Linked DNA regions of Arachis hypogaea: region 2 is linked to region 1. Evidence: chromatin contacts called from public Hi-C data. All regions are on one chromosome and are shown on one strand. The core of a region is the stretch at or near the end of the contact, and the rest is flanking DNA. Distances in the headings are between cores, read along the strand shown.

Evidence for each region. Hi-C and Micro-C count contacts between places; a contact is called where the count stands out from the background.
Region 2: a Hi-C map of leaf shows a contact between it and region 1, with 2.1 times the contacts expected there. The contact joins the promoter of LOC112698359 here to the enhancer-like site in region 1. A contact is called at or near these places in 3 of 8 Hi-C or Micro-C datasets (all in leaf).

The regions. Positions count from the first base shown.
Region 1 is chr1:96,306,442-96,309,589 of arahy.Tifrunner.gnm2.J5K5, forward strand. No RefSeq gene overlaps it. Among protein-coding and RNA genes, the nearest start is that of LOC112698307, 22 kb to the right of the region's middle. Within about 2 kb of position 1,515, at least 1 of the 3 cell types and tissues checked has open chromatin away from gene starts, as enhancers often do.
Region 2 is chr1:96,364,646-96,367,793 of arahy.Tifrunner.gnm2.J5K5, forward strand. It overlaps LOC112698359 (xyloglucan endotransglucosylase/hydrolase protein 24), which reads left to right and starts at 1,518. Exons shown (of 3, transcript XM_025751633.3): 1 at 1,518-1,904; 2 at 2,001-2,194; 3 at 2,284-2,805. The coding sequence starts at 1,629. The coding sequence ends at 2,704. It overlaps LOC112698343 (xyloglucan endotransglucosylase/hydrolase protein 22-like), which reads right to left and starts at 354. Exons shown (of 3, transcript XM_025751632.3): 1 at 13-354. The coding sequence starts at 312.

The DNA.
Region 1 (3,148 bases), core at 265-2,764:
TAATTATGGATCTTATATTTGTAGTTTGTCTTTATTTAATTCGTTGTATCTTACTCCAAAGTAAAGGAATATATATAAATATTTAATTATATATAAGAGGCTACATCAATAGATTAGGCATGTTTGACTCATTCAAAGTTCACTGTTTTAAATTCAATTAGTACAAACATATATAAATTTAGAAACTGAAGAAACAGGATGGGAGTTTAAATTTTATGTCCAAATAGCGTAGACCATATAAAATGGGAAGAAATAGCTGAGGATAATGTTCTCATTACTGCAACACCATACTGGGGGTGTGGCATTTTCACTCCAAAGTGGTTTAAAAGATTTAGAATCTAGAGGGTATTCATCGGTCAAAATACAGCGAAACAATTTAACACGTATTGAATACTAAAAAGCTAAATCACAATTCACAACCCTTTGCTTTTTCATCACAAAATAAACAAAGGTGTGGCGTAAGTTGGAGTAAACACTAAAAAGTAAAAAGAGAGCTACATCCAATAAGTAGAAGTAATAAAGCGAGCCATGGCAAATTAAAGTGGTTTCTTCGTGTGGAGATAACTTTGCATTATAAATATATGTCATCTTTTAAGTTCCATGAATTTTGTGTTTTCCTTTTCTTTATTAATGATTTCGTTTCCTTTGAAGATATGGTTAATGGTTTATATATTTTCGGTCAGATCTACTATGCTTTTTGGTGGGATGCAAAACGAGAAATGTTAGGAGCATCATAATTTATTATTTTTAGTTATTAATTAATTATTAATTTAATTTTTTTAGTTTAATTTATTTTATTTTATATTTTTAAATATTAATAATTAATTAATGACCAAAAAATAAAAAATTGTTATGGCCCAATATCATTTTTCGATGCAATACATCATCCTATTCCTTCCACCATCACTAGTTTCATCCATGCATCTTGATCTTCTTGCCATCTCTGTCCAATCAAAATTAAAGCTTAACGTTTAAAAGAGATGAACCTTTTAAGAGAGTTGGTGGTTGACAATGCAAATTCTTTCCATTTCATCTTCAAATATCAAATTAGAGCAATATTAGGGAGTCAACAATTTTTGTGATTGTTAGTCATCAACTAGTCATCAATGATGATTTGATGGTGTGAGATTGGTGTGATATGGCTCACTTTTTTCTGCTGGTTACATACTGGCCAAAATTCAATAAAACTGATGGCCCCTAGATTTTTCCATCAAATTATTCTATATCAGAATTGAAAGGCGGTGGCCTATAATGAAAAATAATTTTTAATTTCTCTGTTATTTAAAAATAAATTGTTTGCGCTGTGAAATAAAAAATAAATATTATGTTTTATTTAAATAAATATTTAAAAAAATGAAATTGAAAAAGAATATTAATGCAGAGCTTTTTCTTTTGGTAAAAATGCAGAGCTATTTTTAATTGTATTTTGAACAAATGAAAAAATGTTGGGCCTGCTTTTGTTTGGGTCTTGTTGGGCCTAAGTACAAGTACTTTTGGTCATCTCTCTAACTCTTTGGTCTTTTTGTTCCCCAAACATGTTCTATGGGTTCTTTACACGATTACACTTGTGACTCTATGTGTCATGTGATGCTATGACCCAAAAAACCTCATGTATTTGTCTATTTGACCCAAAAGGCCAAAACCCCCTAAATGTAATCCTTCCTTGACCAACTAACAGCTTCCAGAACTGCAATATGGGGTAGAGGAAACAATCCCAACTGCATGAGTTGTGACAATGATATTGAGACTCCTTTTCATGTTATTCGAGATTGTCCCATGTCATCGCCAGTGTAGAATTGCCTGGTGAAATCGCAGAATATTGGTATGTTTTATAATCTTGATTTGAAAGAGTGGATTATTGCTAACATGACTATGGATATGGGGTTTGATGATGATATAGAATAGAAAGACGTTTTTGTCACGGCTGTTTGGCTTATTTGAAAATTTAAGAATGAATATATACATTCCAATATAAACACCCCCTTAAGAATCAAAGAGATGAAAATAAGGAGCTTAGCAGAGAAATCAGAGATGCCAGAAGAAGATTAGAGAACAATCAGTATGAAAAATTTCTGGCAGTTTCTTGGAAACCACTTCAAGAGGGTTGGATCAAGCTAAATACAGATGGGGCCTCGAGAGGTAATCCTGGGTAAGCCAGCTGTGCTGGAATTTTCAGAAATGCAGATAGTGATTGGGTTTATGGGTATGCTAGACGTCTGACTTATGCAAAGGCAATAGAAGCGGAGGTTGCAGCAATACGAGAGGGACTGGAGATAGCATGGAAGAAAGGATTTAGAAGGATTGAGTTAGAAACAGACTCCCAAGCAGCTGTGAATTTGATGGAGAACCCTCCAAAACGCCACCCAACACTAACTCGCCCGATTAGAAGAATCAAAGAGCTTCTCAATAGAAATTGGCAAGTGCCCATACAACACATATATAGAGAGGCTAATCAATTAGCTGATGGCATTGCAAATTTGCTACTAAATCAAAACAAAGAGCATGCTACTTGGGATCATCTTCCCAAAGAGACCACTCTTATTTTATTTGCTGATAGAAGTGGGGTTTTTTTTTCGTTAATTTATTTTGTTTTTTATTTTGTTCCTGACCTTAGGGCCTTCAATGTACAAAAAAAATATGTGTAAATTTGTGATATAATCCCCAAAATTGAAAAACTGTCCAATTTATTTGAACAAAAAAAACCAACTAATAACTCCATTGCATAAACTCAACCTGTTCCAAGATTAAAATGTAAGATTGACAAGTTGCCGAGGCGAGAAGAGCCAAAATTCCAAAAGTCTCGTCAAAATTGTAACTAAGCTATGTGAAGGTTATGGTAGGCTTAGAGAAGGGGGGTTGAATCTATGCCTTCCTTTGGTTTGCTGTTTTCAGCCCTTTTAGAGCAAAGTTACAAATCTGATTCTGTTTGAACTCAGCAGCGGAAATTTATGAGACAAATTATTTTTGTCTCATGAATATCAGAAAACAGAACATGACAGAGAAGAAAAAGCTAACACCAGCATATATCCTGGTTCGGTTGCTTTGTGCTATGCAACCTACATCCAGTCTCCTCCACAACTATGGAAGAATTTCACTATAGTTAACAGTATTACATACACCAATTTCACACTCAAGTTCTAACCTAACT
Region 2 (3,148 bases), core at 268-2,767, 58 kb after region 1:
CAAATGACTTACGTAATAAGCAGTGACAGTGCCAGCAGAATTTCCAGGGACAAGCTTGATTTGCATGTCAATCTTGCCATACAGATACTCATTCTTGGATTGAAAGCCAGAGCCAGAAGCTCTGTCTAGAGACAGGGTAAGAATCTTGCCACTATTGAGAATCTTACCTCTACCGTCGCCCCAAGTGATATCAACTTGTTGGTTGAAATTGCTACCAGCCATAGAAGAAGAAGGCAAAGTGATTATTAGGAACAATGTTATGACAATCACAATCAATGCATCATTATTATTGTTCACACAAGCAGCAGCCATTAGACAAAACAGGTTTTTGTTTATGTGAGACACAACAGAATAATTCGTATTTATTTGTCATGAGAAGTAAATTGGTGTGCTACAAATTTATAGTGACAACATTGGTATGTGTTAGAATTTAGAATTTGAAAAAATAAGAATAATAAAAATTAGTTGGTGGTAAGATGAAGTGGGAAGATGACAGTTGGATAGCAAATTTAGTTTGTGTCATTTTTTATTTTGTTTCAGTGGGCTATTAAATTATTAACAGAGCGGTGGTGGTCTCTGTGTGGACTCTGCCTGAATTAATAGAAAACCAAAGATTTTTTTGGCTTATTCAATCAATTCTTTTGATTCAAAATGGACTATGTTAAAGGTTTCGGTGACCTCTGCTCTGGTATGTTCCAGAGAACCTATTTCATTATTATCTTTGTTGAGTCAGCTTTAGAGACGCACTATTGTGTGTTTCTATTTGGTAATTCTTTTATCGGTGAAAAATTTAGGTGAAGTCGACTTCATGTCTGAGAGTTGTTAGATGAAAATTTAATTAAATCAGTAAAATCATCCAACGACTTTCAGATATCAACTTCACGTAAAATCGACTGCACTTGAATTTCCACCTTTATATTTTAAGCTGCATGGTTTCAATGATATAAATTTAGATTTTTTTAGTAATTTTATCTAAATATAATTTTAAATAATATAATCTAAATAATATTTAATTTATTACAATCTATTTTAATATAAAAATATTCAAATATAAATCAAGTTAACACTAGTTCACTCTTTATCAAAATCAATTTAGACAAATTCACGTTTTAAAACTTCAATTCAAATACAGTTACAGATTTTGTTAGAAGGAAAGTAATTATTATTTGAAGGAAGATGAAGAACTTCGATATATCTGTTTGACCAAATGTTGGGGCTCCAAGTGTTTGGGTGATTGTGCTTTTATTCATGAATTGAGTTGGGCTTCAAGAGTAGTTTTTTTAATTAACTGGTTGTTATTGCATTTCACCACTACGCTCAAAATGAATTCTAGCAAATACAACCTGCACTGAATATTAATTATTATATCATATCAATTGTAAGAATTTACTGTAAGTTTGAAACAAAAAAAGCAGAATGGATAATTGACAAAATGCCAAATATAATTGACATACTTATACACTTGGTAGTAAGGCATGGCTGTTTCACCGTCTAAACCACTTCCTGTTATAATTGACATCTGTTTCCACTATCACCTCACACTCACACACATTCTCTTTATTCATTGAATCTCTCGTCATCACATCATTCATCCTCTTCTTTTTCTCTCCTAAATTCACAAGAACAACATGCTTCTGCCTTATCCCACTAGTGTTGTTATGGTGGCACTATTCACTATGACGATGATGATGATGTTGTGCGGTGGCGATTTGCATAAGAACATTGACATAACATGGGGTAACGGGCGTGCCCAGATGCTCAACAATGGCCAGCTTCTTACTGTGTCCCTTGACGCTGCCTCTGGCTCTGGATTCCAATCCAAGGATCACTATCTTTTTGGCCACTTTCAAATTCAACTCAAACTTGTTCCTGGAAATTCTGCAGGCACTGTCACTTCTTTCTATGTATATTCACTCCTCCTTCCAATCTCTTTCAATTCTCTTCATATTATTATGTTAATTAATTTTTTAATTAACTAAATAGAATGTTTACTAATGTAGTTACAATCAGAAGGATCAACTTGGGATGAAATAGACTTTGAATTCCTTGGAAATCTGAGTGGCAACCCGTATATTCTTCACTCTAATGTAATCACGCAAGGTAAAGGTGGCAGGGAGCAACAATTCTATCTATGGTTTGATCCCACTTCTGATTTTCACACTTACTCAATTCTGTGGAATCCACTATGCATCATGTATGTATCAATTAGTTAATTAGTTAATTAATTAATCTAAAGTCATGCATGTTTATTTGTTTCATTTAATTAATAATTTGTGTACTCAGCTTATATGTGGATGGAATTCCTATTAGAGAATTCAAGAACTATGAATCAAGGAATATATCATTTCCAATGAAGAAACCAATGAGAATGTATGGAAGCTTATGGGATGCTGAAGATTGGGCTACAAGGAGTGGTCTAATCAAGACAAATTGGAGTGCAGCTCCATTCATTGCATATTTTAAAAATTTTTTTGTCAATGCTTGTGTTGAGTCTACTCCTCCTTCTATTACGTCTTCTTGCACACACCCAAACAAAAAGAGTAATAATCATAATTCCGTTGGTGAAAAATGGATCACACAAGGGTTGAAGCCCTCTGAAGTAGACAAACTCAACTGGGTGCACAAGAATTTCATAGTCTATAACTATTGTTCCGACTTAAAACGCTTCCCTCAAGGATTGCCGCTAGAATGTAAAATAAACTAATAATGTCATAATTAAGATAAGATCTTCATGGTGTAATGCAACCGAAGAAGTATATATGTATACAAGGAAGGAAATAATAAGTTCTTATGTTCCTTAATATATACATTTCATTTTGCAAAATATTCAAAATAGTTAATGATTTAATTAATTGATTCTGAGATTGATTTTTGTTAGGAGTACTTTAAATATATAAAAATGTTGCCAGCAGGTTTTAAATTAAAAGGAATAATTTAAGGTCATCAATCAAAATATATGCATGATTATGTTTTTTTGTGCAATATCTTTTGTTTTTTGTACAACTTTTAGTGACTTCTATATTAGTAACTTAAGTGACTCAGATATTAGTATTTGTAATAGATATTATAACCAATATTAATGTTAGTAGTACTTTAGAAATCATATATTAATTTTTTTCCTAACATTACTCTCCCTTGTTTTTTTACT